Regions from separate parts of the Mus musculus genome. Here region 2 is linked to region 1. A link is a contact called in public HiChIP or PLAC-seq data. All regions are on one chromosome and are shown on one strand. Each heading gives the region's core, a stretch centred on a gene start, on an enhancer-like site or on the middle of the called end of the contact. The rest is flanking DNA. Distances are from core to core; before and after follow the strand shown. Region 1 overlaps Magi1 (membrane associated guanylate kinase, WW and PDZ domain containing 1). Region 2 overlaps Magi1 (membrane associated guanylate kinase, WW and PDZ domain containing 1).

Region 1 (2,513 bases), core at 7-2,506:
ATTTAAAATATATAGTATATAAATTAATTATGTTAAATATTTAATATATAAATTAATTAAATATATAATAATATATAGCATATAATATGTATTATATATAACGTGGGAACAAAAGTGTTATAGTTCATATTCACATAATTGATATTATACTTAGATGGTATAAAGCCTACCACTGAAAGATTTAATGAAAAATTAGGAAAACCTTAAATATTAATAAATGGATAGCTACATATTAGTAGAAACACTCATTACGTAGCACATCTTTTAGCCATTAAAACTATGAGTCAACTCAAACCTTCAAGCAGGTTTAAGAAATAAAAAGTGAAAAAAAGTTGCTCAAATGAAATATATTTACTCACAAAATTATTCTTGGTTTTGGTATTTGTGATTTTTATTTACCAGAAAAATTCTACACAGTGAGCCCCTAAGAATGGGATGGGGCAAGCACTGGAAGATTTAATGTTCCCCCCTCTTCCTGGGTTATTTTGATTTCTCTAAAGAATATGAATTTGTTTGGGGCAGTGGTGGCACACGCCTTTAATCCCAGTACTTGGGAGGCAGAGGCAGGCGGATTTCTGAGTTTGAGGCCAGCCTGGTGTACAGAGTGAGATCTAGGACAGCCAGGGCTACACAGAGAACCCTGTCTTGAAAAACCAAAATAAAATAAAAAAAAAATAAAAGAATATGATTTGTGACTTCCCAGAAGCATGCAGATCCTTCTGTACGGCGTTTCTAACGTGAAAAAGGAGCCTAGTGCCCAGAAACTCTGCTTAAATGTTACACAGGGATCACCATGCAAATGCTGCAGGGGCCCAAATTCCCTCAGCTCCGCAAGTTAAATTCCATCCAAAGCAAGGCAGAGGTCTGAGCGCTATGCAGGGGCGCCCCCTTCTGCAGTGTGCTGGGGTGTGCTGTTGGAGGGAGGGGTGACTAGAGGAGAAAAGAATCTATCATCAAGGCCAGCTCTGACCACACGGGGGTGACAGTGCCTAGGCTTTACCCCACACTCCCAGCTCAGGGAAATGCCTCCAGCAAAGAAGCCAACCTTCTGGCTGCGGTGGCTGAGGCTGCTGCTGTTGCTGCTGCTGTTCAAGCTGTTTCTTCCGTTTGGCTTCTAGGACTGGGTTTTCATATTGCGTCTTCCTGTTGATGTGGCTGGGAAGAAAGGAAAGCAGTTCTCAGGGAGGAAATACTCATTCTAGCAAGAAAAGGCCGGGCAAATCGATTAGTTGAGGCACAGCAGAGGGTCTGGAGTGGATATGCAGATAGACATAAACACAGCTCCCATTATGGCTGTGTATGTGCAGTGAGACCTAGGGTGTGGTTGGAATGCATCTTACTAGAAATCCCTAGCAAATGTCCTGAGGCAAATAGCTTTACTCACCAGCGGAAAGCCCTTGTTTACAGGGAACCTGTTCCCAGAGCCCCAGTGAATGCTGGAGCCCAGGATAGCGTCCAATCCAATATGAATATGGTTTTCCCTCTGCATCTGTACACACCTATGACCCAGTTTAACTTATAAAACAAGCACAGCAACAGATCAACAGCAACAATTCACTGTAGCCCTCAGTAGTTTCCACATATGATTTATTTCCTTAGCCACTTAAAGGAACTTCTGCCTGCCTCTTCAGCACGTTCCAATTGCCCACGCTGTGACCTTTGTGCTCTGGGCCTATCAGGAAGTTAAATAAGGGACATTTGAACACAGTGTATGACAGTGTATGACACTGTGACAGCTGACCTTGTAACTGAGCTGGCCACCAAGTGACTGATTGACAGGCAGTGCATAAAGCTTAGCTGCACTGGATGAGGGGTGCTTTGTGGCCTAATCTCCATGGAGCAGCAAGGAAAGAGACCTTACCGTGCCCTGAATGACACCCAACTTGAAACTTAAATTTTATTTATTTTTTTCTAAAGTTTTCTATGCCATTTTTTTTTTCAAGCAACAATTCACCTTGAGTATGTGAAGCATGTAAGTGTGGACACAATAGTATTTCATGTGGGGATGAGAAGTACGCCTCTGTGTAGTTCTCTTTGTGTGGCATTATTAACTAGTATGCTCACTCAGCTATGCTTGCTTTTGAATTCAAGGGCTTGAGCCAGTGACTCTACCCCTATTTCAAAGCTAGCATCTGAGAGGGGGGGGGTACATTAAATTCACCAAGAAGTACACTCTGAATTACTAAGAATTAAGAGTCAACTGGAGCTGGGATGTTGTCTGTGGTCTACAATAGCAAAACTCTTGAATGGCTTTACATAGCAAGGTATGGAGAAGCCTAAGGGTGAAGTCAAAAGGACTCCACTAACATCTGTCAATTATGGCAACCCAATGAATGACCAAGAGGAAAGACCAAATTCACAGCCTATAGGCAATGATAGTTCTAAGGTAGTTAAACTATGTGAATGCAATGTATTTAAAGTGACAAAGATCCAGACATTTTAGATGACTCTGTCACTAGTAAGGCCGGGCAAGCACACGCACTTACCCCCACAACGCACACACATCAACATAC
Region 2 (2,513 bases), core at 4-2,503, 190 kb after region 1:
GCTGTAGCAGAGGGCATGGTATACATTTTCACATGCAGTGGGTTGTGCAGGAGTAGGTGACAGGAAGAAGCCAGTATATCCACAGCAGGTAAAGAGGAGTGTTGTTGACCCAGGGAAGGACAGAGAAGAGCAGGAGAGGATAGAAGGGAGGTGTAATTTAGTGCTGAGGCTGACTGGGGCGGGTGGTGGCTTGAATGAAAAATGCCTCCCATAATCTCATGTACTGAACACTTGATCCTTCGCCAGAGACAGTTTGGGAAGGTTACAGAAGCTTTACGAGGCAAAGCCGTGCTAGAGTAGGTGCGCCACTGCTGGTGGGCTTTGAGGGTTTATAATCTGGCCTCCCTCCCTTTGCCTTCTCTGTTTCCTGTGTGCTCTCTGTGCTCCCCCAATGCTAGGCAAGTCTCAGGCTCCTGATTCCATGCCATGATGGGCTCTGTCATTGTGTTATCTATAAGTCAAAACCAAACCATACTCTCCTTTAAATTGCTTTTGGTCATGATATTTATCATAGCAACAGGAGAGTAAAATACCAAGGTGTTTTTTTTTTTAAACTGGCAATGAATGGGTCCAGCAGCCCATAAAGCAGCCCATAAAGCCGAGTTGAGCCCTATTGTCTATGACCTAATGTCAGATCATATCATGAATGAGATTTATGTCCACATTTTATAGGCATTTGTAAAATATAATTCAAAATGTTGTGTGTTTTATCAATTCACTACAACCTAGATAACCATTACCAAGTAAGCATGTGAATTATCTTTTGTATACAAAATCCACCTGTAGTTGTGAGCTACGCCACAGGCCTATAATCTTGGCATTTGGGAGATAGAGGCAGGCTCAGGAGTTCAAGTTTATTCTTGGCTGCATAAGTAGTTTGAGGCCAGCCTACATGAGCCTACATGTATCATAACAGGCACATAGAGTCTATATTTAGTATTTTTCCAGGATCCATGTAATGGTATTGGAGCAAAAATTGTGGAAATGTTTAAGGCTCTTAAAACAAATTCTCTCCAAAAGACTATGGTAGTGTCCCCATCTCCCACCTAATCTTTTTCTTAGGTTTTTGTTTTTGTTTTTTGTTTTTTGTTTTTTGGTTTTTTTTTCTTTTAAAGTTATATAACCTAGGCTGGCCTCAAACTGATTTTTCTGCTATTAAGTCCAAAGTCCCTGACTCCCACCCCACCCCATTGCAGCACTGACCTTGTCCTAAACAGAAAGACTCTGGCCTGGTAATACAAACATTCTTACTGGATTAACACTTCCAAAGGCAGGTTTCTGTTTATCAGGACCTGTCTTTAATCTTAACATAAAGGTCAACTCCCTAGGGCAAGGGCCTCTAGATGCTATAATAGTCAGAACCCCCCACCCTGCTGTCATTTCAAGTTGGTTTGCTCTTTCACCCTTTTGTTCTCTCTGCCCCACCCCACAAAGTCGTGGCAGTCTGGTCCCCAATCAACTTTTCTTTCTGCCCATGGAGTGGTCTATTTTCCCTGTATCCTTGCTTACTCCTGCCTCTAATTCCTGTGTGCTGAGATTACAGGTGGGCCTCACACCATCCCTAGCCATTTCAAATGGCTCAAAACTGCTGGAGAGATTTCTCATATACCAGACATTTGGATGTTCTACCTAATGCTACAATGTAAACCTTAAATATATATTGTTGTCGAAAGTGCCCTGTATGTGGAATTACTTCATTCCCAAAGGCCATACCAATTTCTGCTAAGGTATAGGAAAAGTTCAATGTCACGCAGGTGACAAGGAATGTTGAAGTGAGAATGGGTTTTCCCTTTTAATTAGTTTCTCCTAACCTTGACAAATTGCTCTCTATAGAAAATTAATTTAGAGAATGGCCTATTGAGAAATAATGAATGGCTGTCATTATCATGTGTATTTAACCAAAAAAAAAAAAAAATCCAAAACAAAACAAAAGAAACCCCCAATCTGGGAACACTGGATATGTCAAGTCGTTATATAGTTACCTCAGACTTCTTTACCCCAAATAACACCAAAGCAATGGCCTAAGTCAGGGTTGGCTATATCTTTCTATACAGGATGAAATTAAAGTATCTTTTCCCAGCCATGGATAACATTAGTTAGTGTACAGGCCCCTGGCCTGCCTTTAGGAAGTGTTGCAAGGTGTCCCTGGTGTGTGCTGCATAGAAAAAGTCCCACCCACCCTAGCACTCAGCTGCGCCCCACCCCCACCCCCACCCCCACTTTATGTTCCCAGTCCTCCTGCTTTCTCTGTGCCCTCATGGCTCTACTTCTGTCTGTCTGTCCATCTACATGTCCACTTGTTGGCCTCTTTCTCTTTCCCAGGCCCTCACTCCTTTCTCCTTCCCTAATATACCTCTTTTATACCAGGTCTGTTGTATGACATAATTTCTCAGGGGCACACTTTGGCAAGGCCCATTAAGGATAGTCCCTTGCTCTATTATATTTCATAAAATACTGTATGTGTGTGTGTGTGCTTCCATCAAAACTGTACTTACAAGAAGAGAAGAGACAGA

The links. HiChIP or PLAC-seq counts read pairs in DNA pulled down with a chosen protein or histone mark.
Region 2: an H3K27ac HiChIP or PLAC-seq map of embryonic stem cells shows a contact between it and region 1, with 5 read pairs. The contact joins two enhancer-like sites. A contact is called at or near these places in 1 of 484 Hi-C or Micro-C datasets (stem cell-derived epiblast-like cells), 1 of 115 datasets of contacts at active chromatin or transcription factors (embryonic stem cells) and 1 of 9 other capture datasets (embryonic stem cells).

Annotation. Positions count from the first base shown.
Region 1 is chr6:93,756,610-93,759,122 of GRCm38.p6, forward strand. It overlaps Magi1 (membrane associated guanylate kinase, WW and PDZ domain containing 1), which reads right to left. Exons shown (of 24, transcript NM_001029850.4): 9 at 1,046-1,155. Among named protein-coding and RNA genes, the nearest start is that of Gm23035, 36 kb to the right of the region's middle. Within about 2 kb of position 1,257, at least 78 of the 459 cell types and tissues checked have an H3K27ac peak or open chromatin away from gene starts, as enhancers often do. A contact at or near this core is called in embryonic stem cells, where this site is marked.
Region 2 is chr6:93,950,363-93,952,875 of GRCm38.p6, forward strand. The region is part of intron 1 of Magi1 (membrane associated guanylate kinase, WW and PDZ domain containing 1); the gene reads right to left. Among named protein-coding and RNA genes, the nearest start is that of Gm22840, 61 kb to the left of the region's middle. Within about 2 kb of position 1,254, at least 5 of the 459 cell types and tissues checked have an H3K27ac peak or open chromatin away from gene starts, as enhancers often do. A contact at or near this core is called in embryonic stem cells, where this site is marked.